Linked DNA regions of Mus musculus: all the other regions are linked to region 3. The links are chromatin contacts, called in public Hi-C and HiChIP or PLAC-seq maps. All regions are on one chromosome and are shown on one strand. Each heading gives the region's core, a stretch centred on a gene start, on an enhancer-like site or on the middle of the called end of the contact. The rest is flanking DNA. Distances are from core to core; before and after follow the strand shown. Region 1 has its middle 6.1 kb from the start of Gm30536. Region 2 holds the start of Platr29 (a long non-coding RNA gene). Region 3 holds the start of 5031425F14Rik (RIKEN cDNA 5031425F14 gene).

Region 1 (2,944 bases), core at 331-2,830, 260 kb after region 3:
CAGTCAGCTTTCTCCCATCCAAGGACTACCCAGGCCGACCCTGCTTAGCTTCTGAGATCAGGAGCATTTGGGTTGGTACGGCTATAGACTAAGGGCTTAGCCCCCAAAGGCTGAAACTGTTGGCTCATAATGTTGGTGCGCCTTGAAGAACCGCCATGATACAAGGTGTCTTCGGGTACACAGAAAACCTCTGATGTTTGTGTCGCTCTTGAAGGTCGTCTGTCACATGGTGGCTTTGCCTGAGTCTCTATGACTCAGTGGCCACACACATCTCTGAAATTTCTGATCAATGTTTTCACTCTTTACCAGTTGGGTTATCTCCTCAACATTGGATGGGTCCCTTGGAGCTCTGCCATCTGAGGCGTTGCCCACGGTCACATTAGTTAACATGGGACAAGGGACTTCATAGATGTAACTGAGACTGACAACCGGCTAGCCTCACTGTTTCAGTCCGTCCCACCATCCCACAAGCCCTCACAAGCCGACAGAGGAGTGCACAGACACTTGAGGTCTGAGGGGATCCCACACACGTGAGACGCTAGAAGATGGAGAACACGGGGTGGGGGGGCACAGAGCGAAGGCTTCCACCATCAACCAGAGACTTTAAAAGATGAGTGGAATGAGACCACCTTTGTGTCAAGACAAAGCAGTAAGGACGTTTTTAAAACTATCAATCAATAAGGTGAACACAAAGCCAAGCCAAAGCTCGAGAGATGGCTCAGCAGTTAAGGGCACTCACTGCTCTATCAGGAGACAGGAGTCCAGAGTTCCAGGACCCACATCAAGTGGCTTACCAAAGCCTGTCACTCCAGCTTCAAGGAATCTGAGGCTCACTTCTGGCCTCTGTAGGTAGACCTATATACACATGTGCACACATGCACACATACACACACACTCACACACAGATGCATACACACACACTGAAGTATATAGTTGGGGCAAGAGTTCCATAGAGCTTGGGAGATGGCTCAGCGTTTGAAAGTGCTTGGGATGAAAGCATGAAGGCCAGACTCCTGATCCCCAGAAACCCACAGAAATGGGAACAACCGGTGGCCCTATAACTGCAGCCTCTGAAGGCAGATGGGTGGGGGAGGGTGTTCTAGAGCAAGGTGGGTGGCAAGAACCAGCCATGCCAGTGAATTCTAGGTTTGATTGAGAGACTCTGCCTCAATGGCCTAAGCGGAAGATCCATCGAGGTGGTGGATTTCCAACCCCAGGCCTCCAAGTACATGTACATCTGTACACACACACACGTGCACACGCATGCACACACACATACACATGAACACGTGAAAACTGGGAAAAGAAAATGCCGAGTTCCTTCAGCTCCAAGGACAGTTGTAAAAGGGCAACTGCTCAAAGTGACTAAGTATTTTTTCTGAGTGTAGCTACAGCAGATAAAATGAACTTGCAAGGAGAAACAGTGTAGCCTGCTTCACTCACATGCCCCTCCCACCTAGACCCAGGGCAACCTAACTCATCATTCTAGTTTCCAAAAACTCTGGGACCTCCCCCCTGAGCACTCCTCCAAGTCTCCCTCAGTGAGAGCAGGCGTCCCTGGCCTCCATTCTCAGGACTTCCCCATTCCTCTAGTGACGCCATCCCTGTGTGGCCAAGTCTCTATTTGGAGGTGTTTTCTTCCTTCCTTTGTGTTTTCTTTTTAATTTCCTTAGAACCAGGAACCAATCCAAGCAATGTTTGCTTCCCACCATGTTAGCACCAAGCTGCCCCTTTCTGAGGAGAGACGCGCGCGCTGCCTTAATTGCGCGGTTGCTATTGAAACACAGAGTGAGAGACAAAGCCCTTCATTTGGGAGGAAAATTAATTGTACACAAACAAGAACACATTTCATCGGGAATTAGATTCTTCAGCACTCCCCTGGCGGAGAACTTTACGGCTGCTTCCTTTCTGTCTGACAGTCAGCTTTCTCCCCTTCTTCTCTGGAAGACTTTCTTGGCAAACCAGGAGTGGCAGTTCCCCCAAGGTCCCTTTACAGTCCCTTCCCTTACACTGAGGCTGCCATTGCTCCAGTCCACCTCGAGCTGTGACCCTGTCAGCAGACAGTCCCTTCTTCTCAGCCTCTGAGGAGTGACAGCCCCTCAGTCCCCGGGGCCTCTGCTCCTCCCCAGCCCCCAGATTCAAAGGTAAAGGAAAGATTAAGCGTGATGAATCACAGGACGGGAGGTAACCTGGGGAAAGAGCTCGCCTCCACTGCTACTGCGAGATTTATTGCTGAGCGCCACAAGTAATGAAACCATCCATCTCCCACTGGCTGGAAAAGGAATCTAGCACAAGTCTGCAAAGGGCAGAGAGAAAATCGGACTTGTTGGAGCGGTTGGTGGCCAGTATGCTCTCTCTGTGATCTGGGATATGTTGGCAACAGACTAGCCCCCTTGTAACTATTCTGACAGGAGAAAAGATACCTTAGAAAGACACTGTGTCCCTCTCTCTGAATATCAGACTATTAATGGACCTCCAAGAAGTTAAGATTTCCCCAGGAATCCCATGCACAGTGAAGAAAGAGGCTGCAGCCTGCTCCCAGGCAGAGGAATTTGCCTTTCAGAAAGAGATTCCACACACTATTGGCAGGTCACACACGGGATAGACCTGAGGCCCGGAGCTGAGACAGTGCTGGGAAGGATCATGCTTTAGCCAGGGCTGCTGAGCTGTTGAAACCTTGCCCTCTATTTAAAGCTAAACCTCACATGGGAACCCTAAGGTAGAGAGCTCTTTCCTCTGCCTTTCACTGTGACCTGCCTCTTCAATTGGAATATTAGGGATGAATGGCTCAGCCTAGTCTGTCAGAGCTGCAGGGGCCCAGGCTCAGACCTAACAGCTCTGGTCACATCCTGATATTTGCCCTGAGGGAAGAGGGGCACCATCAGCACCCTGACCTGCCAGCTGAAGCGCCATTCTTGACCCCCCCACAAACCCCACTGAGAAC
Region 2 (2,946 bases), core at 443-2,942, 470 kb after region 3:
AAACCCCTCCGGCTGTTGTCAATCGAGTACTGTGGAACCTTTTCGTGTGTCCATGTCTGCACCCATCAGGCTCGGAGAGCCTGCCCCACCCACACTGCCTTCCACAGGAAGGGCAGAAGTCACTGTCTCCGGAATCATGTGACTGCCTACTTCTGCTCAGACTACAGATGATTGGGTCAGGCATGGGTGTCACCCCAGGGACAGCCAAGGCACCGGCTGGCCAGTGATTTATAAGAGAGCTGGGCCCAAAAATATCTGACCAAACAGGAACCAGGTTGACCTGTCTGATTTCCAATTTGAGATGAGTCAGCTGGTTCATTAAAGGACTCGAAGCTGAGGAGTTGCAGGCCTGAGGAGACAGGAGAGGCTGGGGTTACATGTGAAGGAACACCCAGAGATGCCAGGTGGAACGAAGAGCCCCAAAAGAAGCGGTGTCCTGAAAGCCAAGGTGGCCATTTCCAGCAACACTCCAGAGTAGGCAGTACTGAACACTCCGCCCCCACGCAGACAAGTGGAAATTCTAAGTAAAGGACAACTGATCTTTCAAATGAATAACTGAGTTCACGAGAAAGTACGGGAAATCCCCAGAAGCCAAAAACAAAAAAACAAAAAATGGAACGGAGAACCAAGCCTGTTTGTGTGAAGTTAACAACCAGGCTCCAGAAAGGGAGGAGCCCGGCCTTTGGGGGGCGGGGCTTGGGTGGTTATGTAAATCTCAAGGCAGGATGGAAGGCCTAGGGCTCACACTGTAGGAAGTTACAACCCTGCTTGAGCAGGCTGAGAAAAGGTAGGGTGAGAGCTAGCTTTCAGTTGCTAGGGTGTTTGCCTAAAAGCCATCTATGAAGAGCTGAGGTGTTCTGTGCAGGTCACTGGTGGACATTCCCTGCCTAGCTTGCCCAAGGCCCTGGGTTCCACTGCCAGTTGGGAGGAAGTCCTTCAATTCAAGAATTTAGAGCAGTGCTCTCAGCCTTCCTAATGCTGTGACCTTTTAAGACAGTTCTGCATGCTATAGTGACCCCCAACCATTAAATTATTGTCACTGCTACTTTATAACTGCAGTTTTGCTACTTTTGTGTAAATATCTGTGTTTCCTACTAAAGGGTCATTCAGCTCCCAAAGAAAGGATCTCAACCCACAGTTTGAGCAGCTGGTACAGAGAGACAACCAAGACAGATCGGTCTCCCAAAATCTTATCAGAAGTCGAAGTAGACTTTCCAAAGTGAACATGTGAACAAGAGCCCGGAGAGTGGCTTTCTTTTTTTTTGTTTGTTTGTTTTGTTATTTTTGTTTGTTTGTTTGTTTGTTGTTGTTGTTGTTGTTGGTTTTTCGAGACAGGGTTTCTCTATATAGCCCTGGCTGTCCTGGAACTCACTTTGTAGACCAGGCTGGCCTCTAACTCAGAAATCCACCTGCGTCTGCCTCCTGAGTGCTGGGATAAAGGTGTGTGCCACCTCCACCCTGCTGGAGTGGCTTTCTAAAGGAACCTGGACTAAACCTTCAAAAGGTTCAGTTCAGTATGCCTCGTCTCAGAACCCCAGACAAAGCAGGGTGTGGTGACATTAATTAGCAATCCCAGCTCTCACCAGGCAGAGGCAGGAAGGCAGCCTAGAATTCAAGGCTAATGAGGTATTCTAGTGAGTACTTACATATGCTGGGCAGCCTAGCATATGTAAGATAAAAAAAAAAAAAATGGCAGTTGTGAACACCCTTTCCCCTGCTCTCGGGAGGCAGAGGTGGGCCAGTGAGACCTACAGAGTGAGAGACAACACTGTCTCAAAAAGAAAATGAAAGAGGAAAAAAAAAGTCTGAGGACATCCCTCAGTTGCTAGAGTCTAGTTTGCATGCAGCCCTGAATTCCAGCCATCCTTCAGCCCCACAAAAACAGGTCGTGGTGGCTCACACAGAGCATTTCAGCATTCCGGAGGTGGAGGAAGGAGGATTAGGAGTTCAAGGTCACCTTGGACAAAGCTAGCTGGAAGAGATCTGGGCAACATGAAACCCTACCTCTCCCATCCCTCTCCCCCACAAAAACTGAGACAGTGGTGCTCACTGCTTCGATCCCAGGGCTCCATAGAAAAATCCTATCTTGAAACACATTTTTAAAAAGAAAGAAAGGAAGGAAGGGAGGAAGGAAGGAAGGAAGGAAACACATTATAAAGAAATCCTAAGATAATGCTTCCTTTCCTTCTTTCCTATCTAGGTCACTGAGCCACCATCTCTTGTTAGCACAAATGCCTAGAATCAACAGACGACACAGGACATTGTAAGATGCTGTGGAAAGTATAGGCTGTTCAGAAAACCACCTAGCAGCTCCCAAAAGGTTCAACAACAACGACAGAAGGAAGAGCCACATAACCCAGGGACTTGGACCTCCAGGTATATACACAGGTCTACCAGATGTCCGCAGTGCTCACCCATGACTGGTTCACACAATGTATTTTTCAGTTATTAAAAAAGGATGAAGGGGGCTGGAGAGATGGCTCAGCAGTAAGAGCACTGACTGCTCTTCTAGAGGTTCTGAGTTCAAATCCCAGCGACCACATGGTGGCTCACAACCATCTGTAATGAAATCTGATGCCCTCTTCTGGGGTGTCTGAAGACAACTACAGTGTACTAAAATAAAATAAATAAATATTAAAAAAAAAAAAAAAAAAGAATGAAGGGGAGCTGGAGAGGTGGCTCATCGCCCTGGTTGTTCTTGCAATGTAACAGGTTAGGTTCCCAGCACCCCACACTAATCTATATATAACTCCACCTCCAGGGGTTCTGGCCTGTGAGAGAGCAGGCACACACACTCACATGTGCACACAAGTGTACATAAACAAACAATAAAATAAAGCTTTAAGCAACAAAGAGAACGAAGAAGACGGTGAGACACTTGTGAGGCTTCCTTCCAAGAGAGAGGGCCTGAGTCCCATCCCAGAGCCTACATAGTGGAGGGAGAGT
Region 3 (2,899 bases), core at 337-2,836:
GCCTGCCCCAGGATATTGTTCCTGCCCCTCCAGCTCCAGGGTCGTGTTCACCCTCTTGAACTGACTCCTACCACCTGCCCACCTGATCCGCTGCATCCCACGAGCAGGCAGGGGAAGGGGAGTGAGGGCAGCCAGCGTGTGGGACACCAGGAAGTGACGACACGGTGTCACAGTCACCACTGCTGCTGTCGTGACAACTCATGGCAGTGTCTGAAAGGGAGTCCCTGTCACTGTGGGGTGTGGGTTACCAACTTCTCACGTCCTCATCAGTGAGCCATGGAAAGGCTTAGTGATAACCGAGCTGTTGCTTTTCTTCTTTGGTCTGTTGGTATCTCCAACCCCGTTATGCCTGTGACGGCCCACTTGGAAATGGAGGCAGACAAACTTACCACCATCTCTCTAACCAAGCAGAGTGCCCAGCAACCGAAGCAGGCGTTCTGAAAACCCCACTTCCCACCTCTGCCAGTGCAGAGGTCGCTGTGAAGGTCAGTGATGACTCGGCCCCTAATCCTGAGTCCTAGTCCCTTCCTGCCCTGCTGACCGACTGGAGGCCATCTCATGGCTCATGATTCCTCACGAACCCAATCCCAGTGCCAGAGTCAGAGCTTCACAGGCTCATGGCCTCTGTGTGCCAGAACAGATTCAGCTTGGAAGCAGGCCAGTTGCTTACAGCTCCAAAATGGCTTGGCAAAGCGTCTGAGACACGGCCTGTGGTCTGTGCTGGGTGAAAACTCGCCCACATTTGTTAGCGATTAACTGATCTGCAGATGGAGCTCAGTACACCTCCGTGACCCACAGATAAACCAGCTCACTCCTAACAAGAGAGGCAGCTCGGGACTGTTCCAGCTCGGGGCTGTTCCAGCTCGGGGTCTCTCCAGCACAAGGCTGCTCCAGCTCAGGGTCCCTCCAGCACAGGGCTGCTCCAGCTCAGGGTCCCTCCAGCACAGGGCTGCTCCAGCTCAGGGTCCCTCCAGCACAGGGCTGCTCCAGCTCAGGGTCCCTCCAGCATAGGGCTGTTCCAGCTCAGAGTCTCTCCAGCTCAGGGCTGCTCCAATTCAGAGTCTCTCCAGCTCAGGGCTGCTCCAGCTCAGGGTCCCAGCACAGGGCTGCTCCAGCTCAGGGTCCCTCCAGCACAGGGCTGCTCCAGCTCAGGGTCCCTCCAGCACAGGGCTGCTCCAGCTCAGGGTCCCTCCAGCACAGGGCTGCTCCAGCTCAGGGTCCCTCCAGCACAGGGCTGCTCCAGCTCAGGGTCCCTCCAGCACAGGGCTGCTCCAGCTCAGGGTCCCTCCAGCACAGGGCTGCTCCAGCTCAGGGTCCCTCCAGCACAGGGCTGCTCCAGCTCAGGGTCCCTCCAGCACAGGGCTGCTCCAGCTCAGGGTCCCTCCAGCATAGGGCTGCTCCAGCTCAGGGCTGCTCCAGTTCAGAGTCTCTCCAGCTCAGGGCTGCTCCAGCTCAGAGTTATTGGGAGGAAATATCACCAGAGAAAGAAAGGAGCCTAGAGCGTGAAAGCAGGGTGTGAGGCAAGTCCCAGGAAGTTCTGGGGAGGCCAATGGTCATGTGTTGCTTCTGGAGTCTGTGGCTCTCCTGTAGCCCTCTTCTTGTGGGAAAGATGGGGAAGGAGAGGAAGTGAAGGGGGTTCTGGAAGTTGGGGGGTCTTTCAAACCTTAGGCAGCAGTGGGTGTGTGCTTAAGCTCAGGGCAAATAAATATGGATGAGAAGTAGACATAAGGTTGAATTTCACTCTTCAGATGAAGTGCATCTGGACTCTTGTGGGCAAAGAACCCAAAGATTAAAGCTGCCAGGCCAGCCACAGGCCATGACCACCTAGTTTAACAAGGGCAAAGGGTGGCAGTCACAGGTAGTTACACATCTGAGTGACATTCACGGAAGATACACCTTAAGGGACCAAGGCTTCCTCTGGGTTCACATGGTGACAAAGCGCCCTTTCTCATGGTGGGAAAGGCATTCATGGCAGAGTCCCCTGTGACTCCCCACTGTGGCTGCCGGAATCTCCCACTGCTTGCTTAGATCCTAGAGCACTGGTTTTCAATCTATGGGTTGTGACCCCTTTGGGACTCACATATCAGATCCTGTGTATCAGATACATACGTTATGATTCACGAGAGCAACAAATTACAGTTATGAAGTAGCAACAAATAATTTTGTGGTTGGAGGTCACCACAACATGAGGAAGTGTATCAAAGGGTCACTGTATTAGGAAGTTTGAGAACCACTGGCCTAGAGGCTCAGGAAACAGCCAGGACTGCTATACCAGGGGTGGGGCTAAGAAAGGCCCAGCCACAAGTGACTCACTTCCTCCAACTAGACCCTATATATAGAAGGATTCTAAAATCCCCCAAACAGAGCTGCTGACAGGACACTAGGTGGTCAAGCCCAGGAACCCAAGGGGACGGTTCACACTATCAGGTGGAACTTAATCTGGATCCTTATAGCAAAGGAAGGGTGGTGGATTAGACACACAGGGTAGCTCACACAACCCAGGAGTTGCCAGTGTAATCTCACCAAGCAGAAACGTTGAATTTTGTTGACTAAGGTTTTTTAAAAACCTACCACTGACCATGTGGCCCACATGAAGGGGCAGCAGAGAGATTTATCATGGTACTGTTTACTTCACTGGGAAAGTGGAAGTCACAGGGACAGAAAACACACCACTGCTATACAGCTCCAACACCAGACATCCCAGGGGTCTCCAAGAAGGACACTTCTTATTCATCTCCTCTCTGAGCCCTGGATGGGCTGGTTAGAACAAAGAACAAATAAGAAAAGAGCAGGCTGGGTCAGGCTGCAGGAACAAACAGGGGCTTCCACAGGAAGAGGGTCTCTCCCTGTCCCCACTCTGGGACATGGATGGAGAGTGGCTTTCTTCCTGTTCCTACAG

Evidence for each region. A called contact is a pair of places that touch in the nucleus more often than the background predicts. HiChIP or PLAC-seq counts read pairs in DNA pulled down with a chosen protein or histone mark.
Region 1: a contact with region 3 is called in a Hi-C map of bone marrow-derived macrophages, with 24 read pairs. The contact joins the enhancer-like site here to the promoter of 5031425F14Rik in region 3. A contact is called at or near these places in 1 of 15 datasets of contacts at CTCF or cohesin (pro-B cells), 14 of 484 Hi-C or Micro-C datasets (B cells, the G1E-ER4 cell line, the P5424 cell line and 6 more), 13 of 115 datasets of contacts at active chromatin or transcription factors (acute myeloid leukemia, bone marrow-derived macrophages, embryonic basal ganglia and 4 more) and 3 of 9 other capture datasets (embryonic stem cells, embryonic tail and embryonic trunk).
Region 2: an H3K27ac HiChIP or PLAC-seq map of microglia shows a contact between it and region 3, with 4 times the contacts expected there. The contact joins the promoter of Platr29 here to the promoter of 5031425F14Rik in region 3. A contact is called at or near these places in 3 of 115 datasets of contacts at active chromatin or transcription factors (bone marrow-derived macrophages, embryonic stem cells and microglia) and 2 of 9 other capture datasets (embryonic tail and liver).

What each region holds. Positions count from the first base shown.
Region 1 is chr2:166,186,842-166,189,785 of GRCm38.p6, reverse strand. No RefSeq gene overlaps it. Among named protein-coding and RNA genes, the nearest start is that of Gm30536, 6.1 kb to the left of the region's middle. Within about 2 kb of position 1,580, at least 19 of the 459 cell types and tissues checked have an H3K27ac peak or open chromatin away from gene starts, as enhancers often do. A contact at or near this core is called in bone marrow-derived macrophages, embryonic tail and uterus, where this site is marked.
Region 2 is chr2:165,980,402-165,983,347 of GRCm38.p6, reverse strand. It overlaps Platr29 (a long non-coding RNA gene), which reads left to right and starts at 1,692. Exons shown (of 3, transcript XR_001783549.1): 1 at 1,692-2,376.
Region 3 is chr2:166,446,138-166,449,036 of GRCm38.p6, reverse strand. 5031425F14Rik (RIKEN cDNA 5031425F14 gene) reads right to left here and starts at 1,586. Exons shown (of 3, transcript NR_015558.3): 1 at 390-1,586.